Linked DNA regions of Anas platyrhynchos: regions 2 and 3 are each linked to region 1. A link is a contact called in public Hi-C data. All regions are on one chromosome and are shown on one strand. The core of a region is the stretch at or near the end of the contact, and the rest is flanking DNA. Distances in the headings are between cores, read along the strand shown. Region 1 holds the start of SPRY2 (sprouty RTK signaling antagonist 2). Region 2 holds the start of RBM26 (RNA binding motif protein 26). Region 3 has its middle 55 kb from the start of NDFIP2.

Evidence for each region. A called contact is a pair of places that touch in the nucleus more often than the background predicts.
Region 2: a contact with region 1 is called in a Hi-C map of subcutaneous adipose tissue, with 2.4 times the contacts expected there. The contact joins the promoter of RBM26 here to the promoter of SPRY2 in region 1. A contact is called at or near these places in 2 of 8 Hi-C or Micro-C datasets (skeletal muscle and subcutaneous adipose tissue).
Region 3: a Hi-C map of skeletal muscle shows a contact between it and region 1, with 4 times the contacts expected there. The contact joins the enhancer-like site here to the promoter of SPRY2 in region 1. A contact is called at or near these places in 2 of 8 Hi-C or Micro-C datasets (skeletal muscle and subcutaneous adipose tissue).

Annotation. Positions count from the first base shown.
Region 1 is chr1:161,587,020-161,589,917 of IASCAAS_PekinDuck_T2T, forward strand. SPRY2 (sprouty RTK signaling antagonist 2) reads left to right here and starts at 1,518. Exons shown (of 2, transcript XM_027442997.3): 1 at 1,518-2,668.
Region 2 is chr1:162,032,633-162,035,530 of IASCAAS_PekinDuck_T2T, forward strand. RBM26 (RNA binding motif protein 26) reads left to right here and starts at 1,463. Exons shown (of 21, transcript XM_038181614.2): 1 at 1,463-1,684. The coding sequence starts at 1,614.
Region 3 is chr1:161,934,306-161,937,203 of IASCAAS_PekinDuck_T2T, forward strand. No RefSeq gene overlaps it. Among named protein-coding and RNA genes, the nearest start is that of NDFIP2, 55 kb to the right of the region's middle. Within about 2 kb of position 1,521, at least 2 of the 8 cell types and tissues checked have an H3K27ac peak or open chromatin away from gene starts, as enhancers often do. A contact at or near this core is called in subcutaneous adipose tissue, where this site is marked.

The sequences.
Region 1 (2,898 bases), core at 268-2,767:
CAACACCTCGTCCCCCAACACCCCCAACTCTGGGGATCCTGATGATCGCCCACTGCAGAGCGTTAAGGGCCTAGGGCTCCCACGGGGGGCTCCGTGTGTCTGTCCCCGTCCTCCTTCCGCGCACCCCTGCACTCCTTCTGGCGGGGAGCCCTCCCTAAAAGCGATCCCTGAGCTCCTCAGGGCTCCGGCAGAGGGGCTCCATCCGCGTCTCCCCCGGGGCGAGGAGGGTGGGGACGGGAAGGGGGCAGCATCCGAGCCGGGGCAGCAGCATTGTGCCCAGAATATGCTGGTGAAGTCCCCGTGGGAGGACGAATGTGGACCTGTGCTACCCGATGCATCCTCCCGTGAAGTGACTACGAAAAATAACGTGTGGCTGCACAGTGTTACTGCGGAAGAATGGATACCGACCTAGAAAATTATGAAAACCTGAAGGCCGTCAGTGTATTATACTGCTCTTTTTTTTTTTTCTTCTTCTTCTATGTTTATTAATAACGACCACCTCATTCAAAAAGTGGTGACTAGCAGGTGTAGAAGAGGAAGTGCCTGCAAATTGCCTCCAGTATTTTAAAAAGGGCTGTTGGATTTTTTTTGCACCGAGAGTAGCTCATGTAAATAATGCAATGCATTACTGCTCTGCACGCCGTGTATATTTTAAGCAGGGCCACACGTGATACGGGCATATTAGCACTCTGTGCATGCCTACGTGGATACACTGCTTTGCGCGCTTAAAGATACATGTAGGAGCAAGATGCCCGGGCCCTGCGACAGTTGGTGACTGAAGCTCGCCCAAAGGGCACCGTGTTAGGGGACGCTCAGAAGATGAACAGTCACGTTTGGGAGCTGCTCCCACAGGCGAAAGGGCATTAACTAGAACAACAGCAACCAAGTTTTATTTTTTTCTTTTTTAAAAAAAGCAACCTAAACAAGTAAAGTAAAAGGAAACAAAGTAAAATGAAATGAAATAAAGAAAAACAAATAAAATAAAAATATAAAATAAAATAAAATAAAATAAAATAAAATAAAATAAAATAAAATAAAATAAAATAAAATAAAATAAAATAAAATAAAATAAAATAAAATAAAATAAAATAAAATAAAAATTAATCCTATCCCCTCCCCCGTCGCCCGGGGCACGGAAAGCACCGCGGCTCGCTGTCAGCAGCCTGGCCCGGGCCCCCGCCGCAAACCCTGCGGGGGATTTGCTGCTTTCCCCCCCCCCCCCCGACCACCCCCACTCTTGCGGAGCCCGGGGCCCCGCTCCGCACCCCTGCGTTTTCAGCCGCGGCACAACGCCCCGAGGAATATGCAGCCCTTCTTCCTCCTCCCCGGCTTGGCCAGGGGCTTGTTGCTGAAAAGGAAGGGGTGGTGTTGTGGGGGGGGGGGGGGAAACAGAAAGTTAAAGTTTTATTCCACTGAGTGAGTGTGTGTGGGGGGGGGGGGGGGGCAGGAGTGGGGGAAGGGAAGCACCTGGGAACGGGTCTCCTTGCCCGGGAGAAGTCAGCTCCCCTGGGCCGCCCTGTAAAGCGAGCGCTGCCTGCCTCTGAATAAACACACGCGAGCACAAAAGCAGCCCCGAGCGCCGTGCGAGCGTGCACGGAGCAGCCTCCGGTGGAGCCGGGCGGCGGCGCGGCCGCAGCAGCGGGGCCCCGGGAGCGGGACTGCGGGGCTCCCCAGGCCGGGGCCGGGGCGCTGGTGGCAGCGGTGCTGGTGGCGGAGGCAGCGCTGCCCTTTTGAATGCCTCCCACAGCTCGGAGTGCTGGCAGGGCGCTGGGAGCGCCAGTGAATGTAGCCCCGCAGAGCCAATGAGCTGGGACCGGATGCGATATATCCTCTGGGACAACAACTGCTCTGTTCCTCCTCAGATCCACATGACGCCATTTACTGCTGCTTTTGCAGAGAGATCACCCTACCTCCTCCGGAAAGAAAAAGAGAGAGAGGGGGAGAGCGAGCGAGCAGAAAAACGCCGAGCCCCTACAGCTCAGATCTCAAATCTTCCTCCTCCTCCTCCTCCTCCACCTCCTCCAAACACACAACAACAACCACCACCACAAATCCGCTGCGCTCCCAAAACACCCCCCCGATTGCAAACCACAGCGCTGCCTGCAACACACGCTCGCAGAGGGAGCGAGAAAGCTAGAGGGAGAGAGGGTAGAGGAGCTTGCAGCGAGCAGCCTCTCAGCAGAACGGCTACATTGCACAAGTTGCTTTTTTGGAGGAGCTCAGTGGAAGAAAGCTTTGGGATTTTATTTTAGATCCACTTCATTTTGTTTTCTTTGGCTTTCCCCTTCCTCTCGATCATTTGCAACAACAACAAAAAAGTGACTTGGTATTGGCGATTCGGCCTCCTGTTCATTGACGAAAAAAGGAAAGTGTATGTGAGAGTGATTTGTTTTTAGGAGCAAAGAAAACCCATCCAGATCCGGAGAGGTGTTTTTATTATTATTATAGTATATACGCGCACACACGTATTTATAATCGATCTGGGGATAGGGACCTAACTTTGCTCTGGACTTTTTACGTGGTGATCATTCTTACTCTAATTTGCAAGTTGGACTAAAGCAGAGTTTGGAAAAGAATTTTTTTTTGCTTTAGGGCTGGATTTATTTGCAAACCGCAGGAAGAAGAAAATACAAGAGAGAGAGGGGTTTGGTGCAGCGCCGCGATCACGGTGAGAGCCTTTTCCTTCTTTGCAAAACAAGCTTTTCAGTAACCCCCCCCCCCCCCCCTTGGTTGCTCCAAGAAAACTCGTGGAAATGTTTGAGGCCGATCCCTTTTCCATTCGCACAGGTTCTCCCTCTCCCCCCTTCCCCTCTCCTTCCTTTCCCAGAGAGGAGCTGGAGGTGGGATTTCGGAGCGGTTTCTCTCGGGGGGGGGAGCTCCGCTGGGGTTTTGCGGGCT
Region 2 (2,898 bases), core at 213-2,712, 450 kb after region 1:
CCTGATCACCCAAAGTCCCTCAAAACCTGAGACAAACAGGAAGGCAGCTCAATAGTCATCCTTTCTGTCCTCAGACAGGTAGAGTGAATGATTTCCTCGGATATCTGCCTTTGTTTATCAACTATATGAAACACTCCTCTCAGGACTGATGCCAACCTTTCAGAAGTCTGATAGAATCTAGGAAGGAAATCTCACATCAGGCATTATTGTTTACTACTCAGTCAATGTGCGGTACAGAAAAACAAAAACAAAAACAAAACAAACAAACAAAAAAACATAAGTAGCACCTATTGCTATTTCAGATGTCTCACAGGCCAATCCCATACTGTTGCAGACTCTCCTCTTGGGGGCCCAACCCATGAGCCCGAGGCTGGGGAGATGGAGCAGAGCTTCAACATGCCTTGCGAGGCCTGAACCGTATGGATAACCTCCATTTTGAGATCAATATGTGTTTTTGCTGGGATTGTGCTCCCAAAAGCAGTGCCACATGCTGTGGCAGGGTTTACACTGTGATCGGAAGGTGTTGGTGTCACTGTCCCTGCTGGTGTTCAAAGAAAGGTTGGACGCAGTGCTTAGGGACATGGTTTAGTGGGTGATACTGGCGGTAGGGGGATGGTTGGACCAGATGATCCTAGAGGGCTTTTCCAGCCCTAGTGATTTGATGACCACATTGGTGTTTTTTACCCAGATGGACACCGGTGGGTGTAAAATACCTCTCCCTCCTCCCTCGAGGTTTTGAACAGTAATAAAAACATGGGATGTGACCAATCAGTCAGGGAAATGCTGAGAAGTTTATTTTTTTAAAGTAATCTTTATTCTAACCAGTATAAAAACACGGGGCATGAAGATCTGGTGAGGAAAATGCTGAGAACTTTTATTTTTTAAAAGAAACTTTTACTTTTTTTTTCTTTTAAAAGAAACTTCTTTTTTTTTTTTTAATTTTCCATCTGTAAACACTTGAGAAATTTTGTGCCACGGGGGAGCGAGAACCGAGCTCCTCCCTCCCTTCCTTCCTTTCTCCTTCCCTAGGAGGCTCCAGCAGCGCCATCAGCCCCCAGCCGCGGCCCGGCCCGGCCCGGCCCCGCCCCCCGCCCGTCCCCGCGCGCCGCCCAGCCCTCGCGAGACCCGCTCTCCTCGCGAGAGCGCCGCGCCGCCATCTTAGCTACTCGCTCGCTCGCTCGTTCCGCCTCGCTCTGCGGCTGAGGGGCGCGGGAGGGGCGGGGGGCGCGGCGCGGTCCGGAGCTCGTCGTGCCCGGTGGCCGCCTCCGAGAAAGAGGAGGAAGAGAAGGAGGAGGGGAGGGGAAGAAGAAGGAGAAGAAGAAGAAGGGGAAGGGATCCGCGGGGCCGCGGTTGCCGGCGAGGGAGCGGGGAGCAGCCGCCGCCGCTCGGTTCCGCCCCCTTCGTGGCGCTGGGCCTCGGGCCCCCGCCGAACCGGGAGAGGCGGCCTCGGGAGCGGGATCGGCCTCAGCCTCGGGGGGCGAGGGGGGGAGGCGCGGCGGCTGCCGGGGTCCCGGCCGGGGGGGCGGCACGGGCCCCGCCGCCGTCGTTGTTTGTCCGTGGTGGTGGTGCTGCTGCTGCCGGGGGGCTGAGACGGGGGGCCCGGGCCGCTCTGGATGGTGGTTAAAATGATCATAGAAAACTTCGAGGCGCTGAAATCCTGGCTCAGCAAAACCTTGGAGCCCATGTGAGTAGCCGCGACCCTTCCCCTCGCTCTCCCTCGCCCCCCTCCTACCCCTCTCCCTCCCCCTCCAAAATAAAATCCTCCTTTGGGGGAAAAAAAAAAAAAAAGGGGGATCCTCAGGGGAGGGGAAGGCACCCCGGGAGGTGTCCTCCTGCTGCCCCTCGTCCCCCTCCGTGGGGGCCCGGGGCTGTGCCGTGCCCCCGCTTCTCCCGGCACAGTCCTCGGCTGGGAGGTAGGTGGGATAGGACCGTCTTTTTCTTCAGGATGCAGCTTCTCCCCCTAGCGACCACGTTCATCGGCAGCGCCCGTGCTCGTTCCCTTTGTAGCCCGGAGTAAGCGGGAGGTAACGCGTGTGCAGCCCGCGCAGCTCCCCCCCGGCGAGGCCAGGGTAATGGCCACGGCCTTCCACCCTGTGCGGTGCCCTTCTCTGAGAGGGATCACGTCTAATACTACAGGCATTTTGCGTTTCTGGGGTCTGCGCCCCAATATTTTTCAGCCATCATTCGTGGTCGTTTTGAGTATTTGACACTCTGGTGTTTCCCTCGCTGTTGCATCAGTTCTGACAAGCTCTTGGGAGTAGGAGCCCCAGAGAGTAATTTGCTTATTTGTGAGTACCTGCTGGGCCTCTGAGTATAACATCCACGTGAGTAATTAGGACTCTACTGCAAATAATCCGTGTAATACACACCTTCCTTCTCTGGATGATGTTTTAATAGCATCAATACCTGAACTCAGTTTAAAAGGTTTCATCTTCTGGAAGTATAGTGCCTATAGATATTTGAGATCAAAACATGCTCTTGACTTACCATTACAAAACACAATTGTAACAGAGCTATATTAAGTTTCTAGAGCTTGATTTGAGTCAGTAGAACTAGAGCTTATAAGCTAATTCTGGTATTAACTTTTCTTCTGAGATGCGTGGCCCCTATGGGCCATTACCTCTGACAGTAATGGATGGGGGGGAGGGAAAATTTGGTTTATGGCTTCCATAAACATTAATTAAGTATACGTATGTACACATACAATTTGTATGGCTCATGTTGAAATAACTTGAGTAAGGCGCAGGAACTAAAATTCTGGGGCACTTTCAGGAGAGCTTCACTTGGGCTTTTTGCAGGAAGGTGGTTCATTTTTCCATGGGACCTAATCCAAACAAAACTGAAATAGATGACTCTTGAGATTAATTTCAGTGGACTTTGAATTAGGCCTGCAATAAA
Region 3 (2,898 bases), core at 271-2,770, 350 kb after region 1:
ACTTGTCGAGCAGCAGGGAGGTCAGGTTTGAGTTTTTGAGTTGTGGTAGGCTCTCCTGTTCCCCAGCAGCCAAAATTAAACACTCCTCAAGTCCTTCAGCTTATGGCACTGCATTTTGAATAATTTCTTATAAGAGACTGAAACATTTAGACCTTTAAATTCTGCTTAGTTTGGAGCAGCTGAAACAGTTTTCTGGAGCTGAGAGACAGAGAACCTACACAATTTCTTCAACAGTATAGAGGCTTGTTCTAAATTTCTTTGAGCTTGTAGCTAAGTAATTTTGCATCATAATGGAAATAGGTTTTAAGGTTATGTTCACATTGCTAAATGAAAGAGTTGGGGATTGAATGCAAGCACTGGAGCCCTGATCTTCTGCACTGCTGAGCTGTTAGGTCATTCTCCGGCGCTGTTTTGGATGCTGTAGCTAGGCTCTCTCCCCATGACCAAACTTGGATGAAGTTCTGGCGAGAAACTGTACTCCAGAAGATGCTCTCAAAAGGCAGCATGGCTAAGACTGCACCAGGTCTGAATCCTCCAAACACTGTCTCGGCAGCCTTTGAACCTTTGAACTCTTCAAAATATTGCAGACCATCTGCTCCACACTAAGTGCCAGCCTGAAAAGCTGCAGTGTAGGCCACATTTCAGACACTTTGACTTAAAACACAAATGCAAAAATAACACTTCTGACTTAGGACTCAACTACAGTCAAGGCCACGTGCTGTGGACTTATGTAGTGTGGATGCAGCCAGCCCGCTCCAGGTCTGCTGGGTAGCAGTAGTGCAGATGTAAGCCACTCTCCACCACTGGCCATGCACCAAGGATCCCTTTCTGCCAGTGACACTGTTAGCAATATACTAAAAGCCACAGAAACTCTCAGAAACTCTCAATTTAGACTTCAGGTAGCTCATATCTTGAAAGTGTTTTCTAGCAGCGTAACAGCATTTGTGGAGCGGGGTTTGTTATTCTACAAATGTTATCCTACCAATTAAGACTCACAACTGATGGATCTCTTTCATGGGAGAAGTATCCAAGAGTCAAATGAGGCCATAAGTCTCAGAGAACTTAGGTGAACTCCTGAAATCTCAAAGCCTATCTAAAGTAGTGATTAATCCAGAAATAACAGCTACAAATGCCATTCATAAACTAGGTAAACATGCCGGGAACATGACAAATTTTGACTGGAGGCTCGCTGCTTGGCACTCTTAACACACCTCGCCAGCTTTATCACAAAAACATACAGACCCTACAAGCCATACCAAAAAGAAGCATAACCATGGAAAGCTGTTTCTCTCATTTCTCTGGTCTTTGTAAATAACTTGGTCACTCTAATCACAGCAATATACCAAAATACTGGGGAAAGGAGTACCACAGCTCAATGTCATATTTTGTGAAGAAAAAAAAAAAAATCAACATCTGCATACTTGCTTCATTATGTTCCCTCAGTTCTTGGATCAGAAAAGAGCAAACAGCTGATCCTTATTTACTTGTGAAATAGTCAGTAGGAAAACAGGATTTCACAACGCCCAAACCATTTAATTTGAAACACCACAGACTGAAGTCTACTGCCAAATACAAGGCAGGATCCTGGGGGAGCCCAAGAAATTGGCAGCTCTGGAAGTTATAGTATCCTCAGCCACAGGACAGATGTGCCCAAAGGGCAGGAACACTGGAAGCAGGGGTAAATTGCTCAACAGAATGCCAAAGAAAGAAAAAGCCAGTTTCCTATAAATGAGAAACTCTTCAACAAGCTTCAATGTGACCAAAAGCTATTGTTTTCTTAAGAATCTGCAGGGCACATTCTTTAAAAGGTACTGAAAGGTGCAGCTTACAGTCCAAATACTTTTCAACACTGATTCAGTTGACTCCATTTGTGACAGGAAACTTTGGGTATGGAAAAAACATCATTTGCAGATGAGCCTCTTGATCTGACTGCAGAGCAATCCTTCATGAATAGCTTAGACTAAATGACTAGACTTTTAAGTAAATGAAATTAGATGATATAAATCCCACTCCAAGTGATTTAGGTACTTAAACCTAAAGTACCATGTAGGGAGCAAGAGGCCTCCTAGAAGTGACAATTTTAGGAACTATTAAGAGAATTTACAGCATCCAGAGCTCTGGGCAGTAAGATCCTTGAGGAAGCTGACAGTGAAAAAAGTAGAAGGCCTGCCATCCCTTTTTCAGTGTTGGAAATGTCAGCAGTTCATTGGAGATTGAATACTCTTTCTCCCTCTTTACACTTGACAGTTGAGCAGTTTGCATGGCTACTCAGTAACTAAGACATCCTTCCTCCTGCCCCAAAGCCTGGGATTCACATGCCAGGAGAGAGAGAGATCAGAGCTGTGGGGTACTGTGGAAGGAGTCACTGACCGTATCTCTCATGGAAACTAGGTCAGTAATGATCATGAATGAGGATAACGAAGCACTGGAACAAACTGTCCAGAGGGTGTGTGAAATCACTGACCCAGCTGACAAAGTCCTAATGTGATCTGAACTCAGCACTGGCCCTGCTTCAAACAGGAGCTTGCACTAGGTTACCTCCCGTGCTCCCCTCCAACGTGAATGACTGACTGCAGCAAGTGTGGAGACTGCTGGTCCAAAGCAAAGAAGGTAAGAGAATAACTAACTCTTTAATCTAGCAGTAGCACTCAGTCAGGAGCTGGGATACTCAGGGGATGATATTTTCCTTCACAGTAAACATAGAAATGATCCTGACAGTAGAAACTCAGCTTCTACCTGTTGTATACCTGAACTATACACCAAAACATAGGTTCCTAAAAACACTTAAATACTATATACCTCAGCTTGATATTCATTTCTCACTACCATGAAAAAAAAAATTATCTATTTGATATGGATACTGAAGATGTGCTAAAGAGCATGATGCTGATGCTCAAT